Linked DNA regions of Rattus norvegicus: region 2 is linked to region 1. A link is a contact called in public Hi-C data. All regions are on one chromosome and are shown on one strand. The core of a region is the stretch at or near the end of the contact, and the rest is flanking DNA. Distances in the headings are between cores, read along the strand shown. Region 1 holds the start of Ptcd3 (Pentatricopeptide repeat domain 3). Region 2 holds the start of St3gal5 (ST3 beta-galactoside alpha-2,3-sialyltransferase 5).

Region 1 (4,323 bases), core at 882-3,381:
AGTAACTAATGCTCCCTTTTATGGAGTTAGGGACTGATAGCTTTCCTTCTTCTTCAGATTAAATGCCATGCCCTTAAAATGACATGGGTGCTGGGGTCCTGCTCTCTGACTTCACTTTACTCCAGTCACCTTGGCCTCCTTGCTGTTCCTGAAAACCACAGGTAGTGAAGGTTTTAAATATTCATAGTATGTAGAATATTCACAAATGCTCAAAAGAAAAACATGAAAAGCCACCTGTCATCCTCAAATCAATGCAAATCAAAACTACACTGAGATACACCCCCAACCCATTACTATATAATCAAAACCACACACACACACACACACACACACACACACACACTAGAAGGATGTGGAGAAAGTGAAATCTTTACGATGGTGCGGTAATTATGAAAAACAGAATTAACTCTTCTGCAAAAAGCTAAAAATGGCATTAATGTTTGAACCAGGAATTCTGAGTCTGGGTATGTTCACACATCTTACTAGAAGCAGTATTCACAATTGCCAAAAACTGGAAATAGCCCAAATGTCCACCAGTGGATGAGCTGATGAAATGGCATGTATATATACCATGTACTATTATTTACTTAACCCTAAATAGGAAATAAGTTCTGATCTACTTATCTATAATTTTGAGAACAGTATGCTACGTGCATAAGCCAGTCACAACAAGACAGGCACTGACTGATTCTGTTTATTTGAATAGGAACAGTCAGAGTAACTGAAATAGAAAGTAAAAAATGGGGGTTGGGGATTTAGCTCAGTGGTAGAGTGCTTGCCTAGCAAGCACAAGGCCCTGGGTTCGGTCCCCAGCTCCGAAAAAAAAAAAAAAAAAAACAAGAAAAAAGAAAAAAAAAAAAAAAGAAAAAAGAAAAAAGAAAAAAATGGTTGCCATGCGGCAGGGACAGAGAAATGAAGGCTGACTGATTATATATGGAGCTTGCATTTGCAGGGTTAAGTGTTCTAGAGGTGGGGGTAGTGGTGATGTTACCACAGTGTGATGTGACTTTTCGAGACAAGGTTTTTCTCTGTCCACGCAGTTCTGGAACTCACTCTGTAGACTAGATTGGTCTCAAACCAGAGATCCTCCTGCCTCTGCCTCCGGAACACTGGGATTAAAGGCGTACACCACCACCACCGCCCAACGCAAGTTGAGTTTTTAATGCAAGTCTGAGAAGTGTGTATGCTATCGTGATCAAAATGAGGATTAAAGAAGAGCCCCCAGGGCTTCATAACCGGGTTTTTTTTTTTGTTTTGTTTTGTTTTGTTTTTTGGTTCTTTTTTTCGGAGCTGGGGACCGAACCCAGGGCCTTGCGCTTCCTAGGCAAGCGCTCTACCACTGAGCTAAATCCCCAACCCCATAACCGGGGTTTTGATCCAAGATTTAAAAGTTCATCATCACTTGGACCAGGAGAGACTAATTAGGAAGTTGATAAGCATGTGAAGTAATGAGAGTATAATTGACATAAAACTAGTTAATTAATGAGGAAGATGAACGTATGAAAATTCAGCAAGGCAGAAAACCCCACTTTCAGAGCATTCATTCCCACTACAAGCACGCAGGTGCGAGTCAGCCAGACCCCTGCTCCCCGGAATGGCTCCGCTCAAAGCCTTCTGGGAATCGTAGTTCCCGGCTCCAAATTCCACAACCCTGCTCTATACACATCCCACCAACCCCTTACTTGAGCTCCTCGGCCGAATACATCCCGAAGGAAATGCCCTGAAGCCGCCGCCATGGCGTGTGCTTGGAGGCCAGCATCTTCCGAGTCAGTTTTGAGGTTCGTCCCTACGAGAGAAGTTCCAGTCAGCCAGGGAGTACTCCACTTCAAGCTTCTAGCGCAGAGCCACCATGTGTTTTCCACTGCGCTTGCGCGCGGGAAACGCGGCCCACCGTAATGGCTTGGACGAGTTCACTTTTGCTTTCGGGGTGAGGTAGGAGTGGAAAAAAACAGTCTCGAAGTCCTCATTCAGTTTAAAAACAAAATTACACAGGAGACGTTAGGACAGCATTTCAGGTAAATTTGTTCGAGGTGAATAATATGTACTGAACCTTCCGTTGTTAGTCTTACCAAACATGACCTTGTAACCACCCATTTGGAGATGAGATGTTCCACGCCAGCCCCGCCTCTCGACCCTGTAGGCGGAGGGCGTTCCCAACGTGCTCTGCGAGGAGTTCAAAGATGGCGGCGGCAGCGGCTGCTCGCTGTTTGCCCTTTCGCAGCGGTCTTGTCTTGCTGCGGACCACTCGGGAAACGGGTGTGTATGAACCGAAGCTCTGTTGCAGGTAAGAAGACCTGGAGTAAGTTCCGTCTTGCATTTCCCTGAGAGTCGTGAAGTAGGTGAGATGCAAAGGTATTTGCATGCTGCAGGCCCCGCGCTCTCAAGGGTAACACGAGGTAGCGGCGTAATAAGATTTGAACTGCAAGTATTGTTTCAGGAGATTTTTGTTGGTTGACTGTAGTACGATATAGAATTAAAATTGCCCTTTAAACTAGGGCCCTGTTCTCGTGAAGTTTACATTCCCCTGAGTACCTCTACAAACCCCTACACAAATTTCTTTAACCTCCCTCCCATATTCATTTTAACTATGCCAAAAGGAAAGGGCAAATAGATCTTTCCTAAATAAAGGACAGGCTATTACCATCGTGGACTGGATATTATGAGAAACTTAAGCTGAGAAGATTAGGCTTTAGTAAAAAGCAGAAAAGCCTTAAAAACGTCTGACCACAGCCTTTCCATCTTGTGATAATTACAGCTGAGGACATAATGTAATTTCTTTTTACATCCTTCATACAGTGGCCTGGTGGAAGTATGAGAGGCATTTAGAGGTAGTGTAAACTCAATTTATTTTTGTATATTGATCCAAAAACTTCATATGAGCTAATTACACACTACTACTGAGTTAAAACTTCATATGAGCTAATTACACACTACTACTGAGTTAAAATCATCTATCCAATAAAAACTTATGCTTAGTGTTATATTCAGTTGGCTGATAGTAGACAAATCTTTAGAGTGAATTTTAAGTAGTAATAACTGTCTGAAAGAACTGTAGAGAAAACTGGAAGGAGAAAACCAGCTCCACAAAGTTGCTGTGTGGCCATGGAGGTACAATCACACAAAATAATAAAAGCTTTTTAAAAATAGGTAAAACAATACCTTAATCTTTGTGGATTTATTTTAGGATATTAAGTGTGAAGTTATCCATGAATATGATATTCTGAAACTATTCTGCACAAAAATAATTTTTGAGGTTCTGAGATCATAGTGGTTAAAAGACTTAAGTTGTTAGTATATTGTTAATTATTAAAAGTAGTGGACTATAATAAAGCCATGAGTGATCTTAGCTTTGTTCTGATTGCTTTAAGTGAGGTAGGCTTTTGCTTTCTGGGTAGTGTCTAATAAAAACAACTCAACTGAATTGATTCAACTCAGGTTCATTTCTCTGTATTTCAAATGAGCTGTTCAGATTGTTCCAATGCTATTGAATTTTCCCTTTTTAACCTGGATTGTTCGGTAACGAGATTACATGTTTAAATCTGTTTAAATCATGTTTAAGACTGTAGCTTAGTGATCCAGAGCTTGCCTAGTATAGTTGAGGCTCTGGTTTGATTTCTAACATCAGAAAGCAGTGAATTAATCAATCTTGACTGCCTGTTATATATGCATTGAACATGCTGTTTTGACAGTATCTTCCCAGTACATGTTGATGTTAGGTATACAGCCTAGTCTGTTTGACCCACAGTAATTAGAAAATGGGGCTCAAAATGTATGCGTGCAGGTAGAGATGAGCTCTGAGCAGTACTAACATTAGGATTTGTTTTATTTTTAATGCAGATTTTATCCTGGAAGTGAATCCCTCCCAAAGGTTGAAGGAACAGATATAACAGGTATTTTTAAAACTATGGAAAATAGAATTTTTTTAAATGAAAAGACATTGTATTTCTTTGTGTTATTAGAAAACTGATTATGTTCATTTTTTCTCTGCAAGGGATTGAAGAAATAGTCATTCCAAAAAAGAAAACATGGTGAGTATTTTGCTATTTATTTAGCAAGTGGTTGGATGTTTATTGTAAATGAAACATAAGGATTTAAACAGTGCCTAGCACATAGACAAATACTATGTTGGCTGTTACTTGTGATACACTTTTATGTGTAAACTATACATTTAGTTTATAATTGAACTATTAGGTATACTTTTTGTGTAATACTTTTGATTTTAGTGGCTATATAATATCATTATATAAATATCATTAGATTCATTTGTTTCCCTTGCACAAGAGGAGGAACAGTGGCTAGCCAAGGTACCAGACTCCTTTAGTC
Region 2 (4,327 bases), core at 1,444-3,943, 180 kb before region 1:
CCATATTTATGGCTTCCTCCCACACTGGGCGTGTGAATCACACCCCCTCTGGTGGATGCCTCTGCTAACACATGCCACCCACACTGATCCAGTCCTTGCTTCTCCATCCTCAGCTGTTATCATATAAATTCCCAGTTGCTTCTATGCCAAGCCTTCCCAGCTGGACTAGCATGAAGAACATGCTCTTGGGGGTGATGACCACCCTCTTGGCTCCACAAGCAGCGCAGAGTAAAGTCCTCCTCCAGAGCGAGGTAGATGTGGAGGGTGACTCTCTCTGCTTCCCACGTCTTGGTTAGGGTTTCTATTGATGTAACACCATGACCAAAAACAACTGGGAGAAAGGGTTTAATGTCAGCCTAAATTGCACATTGCAGTCCATCACTGAGGGAAGTCAGAACAGGAAGTGAAACACAGCAGGAACCTGGAGGCAGGAGTTGATGCAGAGACCATGGAGGAGCACTGCATACTGACTTGGTCCCCCCACAGCTTGCTTTCTCATACAACTCAGAACCACTAGCCCACCAATAAGCTGGGCCCGCCCTGATTAGTCACTAATTAAGAAAATGTCACAGGCTTGCCTCCAGGACAATCTGGCAAGGACATTTTTTCGATTGATGTTTTCTTTTCCCAAATACTCCAACTTGTATCAAGTTGACATAAAAAACTGCCCAGCACACCATTAGTATCTCGGGACGGCTGCTAATTCTGCACTACTTCGACTAGCCCAGTAAGGGAGCCAGAAGTGGAGGAGGCACTCCAAGGACAGGTGTTTCTTGAATATTTCCCTAACCATTCACCATTTTGAAGACATGGGGCAATCACCAATGTATGTTAAGCTGAGTGAATTTTCAGAATCGACATAAATGTGTGCTTTTAGAATTTCCTACCAGCCCCCCAGCACGCCATTTTCCAGAAGCCACATCACACCTCCTCTTACTGCTTAAGCCAGGCATGTTGGTACCGGCCTGTAATCCCAGCACTTTGATCAGTGTTCAAGGCCAGTTTTGGATGCACAGTGAATTTAAAGCCAGTCTGAGCTACACGCTATCCCTGAGTCAAAAACCAAACCAACCAACCAACAAAAAAACAGCTAGCAAAACCCCGATCATCTCAATTTCTTCTCAAGTCTCAAGGAAAACGCCATCAACCCTAACTAAGAATGTCCACCTTACAGCCACAGCGTGGACCACATAGCAGATATGGCTGTCAGGAGACTCAGCACTCAGCTCATACTAATACTCTCTTGACCAAACACTCGGAAGTCAGACGATCCCAGCCCTGCAACCAGCAATGTTAGAAACCATTCTGAGCTGTCAGGATATGGAATTACACAAAAGAAACCAAAATCTGCTTCTCTGGTCATTCAACAGACATAGATCCCTCTTCCCAGCTCCAGCATGTATTGGGCTTCAGGTAGAAGAGGATTTACAGTCATAAACCAAGGGAAGGCTTGGCTAGACACCAGAGGGCAGAAGATGAGTGTGAGTCTCCTTCCTTTGTGAGTCTAAAACCCAGTTCCTGGCTGAAGGAACCTGCAATCCATCGGTCCCTGAAAAAGCACAACACATAAAACCGCCTTTTCCTCCTTTTAAGTAAATGACACCTAATTTTGCAGAGGCAAAATATGAATTGAGACTGAATTAAGACGAAAAGGTATAAATGAATTTCTAAATCTCATTTCCAAGTCAGCTAGTGATTCTGCAGAGTTCAATGATGGTTAAAAACCACAAACCCATTGGCCTGGGAGAGACCTCAGCCATCAGCTGGGTAAGTCTTCCAGTACGGACTTGGAGAGCAAGCTCCCCACAGGAGGATATCAGTGTCTGCCAAGGTCATCCAACTGATGTGGGGTAGGGACAAGAGTTCGCTTTGATTTACTGGGGTCCTACCAATTGTTCTCTAACACCCTCTCTGCAAAACAAACAAAACAGCGCACCACGAACGCACCCCCTTGGCAGGCCACAGCTTAAAATTTCCAAAAAACCAAAAAACGGTCGCCCCAATGTGTCTCCTCAGCAGGACTGGCCGTAGAGAGGGGGCAGCGAAGGTCACCAGTGAATTTCTACCAGCAGAAATCTACCCACTTTCACACCGCACGTCTACCCACAAGGATGCCCCAGAAGGGTTCAGGAGCCACTAGTGACCCTGCACAAGGTTCCCCAAGGTAGTCACGGGAGACACTGAGCCAATTCGACTCTGCCGGCTCAGAAGGTTCCAGCAATGAATTAAAGTCCCAGAACCAAGCGATGTGTCGGAAGAGGGCCACTTTGGCCGGACCTGCCACGCGGGGCGGGTCGTCCTTACCCACAGCACCGCGTTCACACCTCGACAGGCTGCGCCGGGGGCGCCCATATAGGCGGCCCGGGGTCGCGACCCTCCGCCGGCGTCCCCTCGCAGGCGCGTCCGGCGTCTCAGGGCTGGGGAGGAGCTGCTGGGCCTGGGGTATGAGTGGGCAAAGGCGGATCGCTGCTGCCTGGGTTCCCCGAGGTCCGCTCTGCTGACTGGGGGCTGCGCCACGTACCTCGGCAGGCAGGTGCCGCTGCTTGGCTTCGCGGCTTCTGGGGCCTCCGCGCCGCGCCGCCCGCCGCCTCCGTGCGCATGCTAGGGAGGGAGCGCTGGCAAGCGGCCAGCCCCGGGCCCCGCGCCCCAGCCCGCCCCCGGCGCCGCGCTCGCGCCCATTCAGCCCCGGACAGTCCGTTCCCCAGCGCGGATGCTGAGGGGAGTGGGGGTAGGCGGGGGCGGGGTCGCGGGTCACGAGGATGCGGAAGGCCAATCAGAGTGCGCCCAGCCCCGCCTCCGAGCGAGCTGTTCCCCCCGCCCCCTCCGACTGCTAGTGGAAAGGGAGCGGGGCGCTGTCAGCCAAGACGCGGCTTGGGGGCGCCAGGCAGCCTGGGACAAGGGGAGATCTCAACTCCAGGCTTGTGCGAGATTAAATGGTGGAAGACGCTCCGGGGAACCTAAGGTGGCTCTGGACCGGTTATAGGCTTTAACTGAGCATCCAATTAAGTATCGGAGCCGTGGAACTAAGGGACTTGAGGTAATCACGTGCTTTATTCGCCAGCTGCCCACTGGTCCTGGGTCCTGAGTCCCAGGAGACAAACACCAGGACAAGCTAGATCAGCGATTCTCAACCTGGAGTGGAACGGCCTTTCACAAGGGTCGCCTAAGACCAAGGACACATATTTACATTATGATTCGCAACAGTAGCTAAATTACAGTTATGAAGTAGCAATGAAAATAATTTTATGGTCAGGGGTTACCACCACAACATGAGGAACTGTATTAAAGGAAAGGGTGGCAGCATTAGAAAGGTTGAGAACGATTGGGCTAAATGCTTGTTACTGTGCTAGTTACCTAAACAAACCAACTTGTTTTTGCAGGAGAGGGAACTGAGGTCTGCGTGGGGCTGAGGGTGAGTAGCTTTAAAGTCATTTGGGGACAGAAGCAGGAACAGAACTTGGACTTGGAGCACTCAAATCCCATTTGTCTGAAAGCTACTGACCCTCTGGTCTCTCACACCTTGTTCTGGAAAGGAAATGTAATACAATTTTTAAAAACATGTTTAATAAATCCCAAACGTAGTGCATTAAAGATGCCTAAAACTGGACTAGATCTCCTTTTTAGGATATTTCTTCCCATGATCCTCTAGAGAAGCCGATAAGAAAGGGATCCAAACCGCAAAGTAAATGATATTATAATGAAGCCAAGCTCCTGAGGATGTAGACCCTTTGTTACTGCATATGTGTGTGAGAAATGCCCTAGCGCCTTCGTTTCTGTTATATTGGAATAGCTTGCCTTCAACCTCAAGAACATTTAACCACAAAGGGGCATTCCGACAATCAGGAGGCACACTTTCCAAGATACAGCTCCGGTTTTCTTGGTTACTGAACAACAAACTCCTTTTTGGGGCTGCTCAAGGTCCCGTGATAGATCTTAGGGCTGTGTGTCAGCTAAAAAGATTGAAGCTTTGTAGTGAAAGCTTTCAGCTTTTACAAACAGGAGGAAAGCTTGATCTAGCTTTTAGAACCCTTTCTCCCAGCTCCATCAGGCACTGCTCATCTTTTACTGAACAGTACCCCCTCTCATTTTGAAGAGGAGGATCCTAGACCCTGAGCCAAGAGCCTTTACCAGTTTTCCTTCTTTCAACAGCTCGCTCAGAGCAGCTGGTTTGCACACATCTTTGTTCTTTCCCCAGGGTGGAGAGCAGAGCAGGGACGCCTTGGGGTGGAGGGATGCTATCTAGGTTGTCAATGCCAAGAGTTAAAAAAAAAGCAGGAAAAAATAGAGTAGGTGGATTTTATTTTCACGGCTATCCAAAGCGACAAAT

What was found. Hi-C and Micro-C count contacts between places; a contact is called where the count stands out from the background.
Region 2: a Hi-C map of liver shows a contact between it and region 1, with 2.2 times the contacts expected there. The contact joins the promoter of St3gal5 here to the promoter of Ptcd3 in region 1. A contact is called at or near these places in 2 of 12 Hi-C or Micro-C datasets (liver and mammary epithelial cells) and 1 of 1 datasets of contacts at active chromatin or transcription factors (oligodendrocytes).

Annotation. Positions count from the first base shown.
Region 1 is chr4:105,505,790-105,510,112 of GRCr8, reverse strand. Ptcd3 (Pentatricopeptide repeat domain 3) reads left to right here and starts at 2,131. Exons shown (of 24, transcript NM_001134718.3): 1 at 2,131-2,284; 2 at 3,838-3,890; 3 at 3,992-4,028. The coding sequence starts at 2,181. It overlaps Polr1a (RNA polymerase I subunit A), which reads right to left and starts at 1,808. Exons shown (of 34, transcript NM_031772.2): 1 at 1,683-1,808. The coding sequence starts at 1,759.
Region 2 is chr4:105,691,206-105,695,532 of GRCr8, reverse strand. It overlaps St3gal5 (ST3 beta-galactoside alpha-2,3-sialyltransferase 5), which reads right to left and starts at 2,693. Exons shown (of 8, transcript NM_001398713.1): 1 at 2,522-2,693. It overlaps LOC102556495 (a long non-coding RNA gene), which reads left to right and starts at 2,808. Exons shown (of 2, transcript XR_353381.5): 1 at 2,808-3,037; 2 at 3,381-4,327.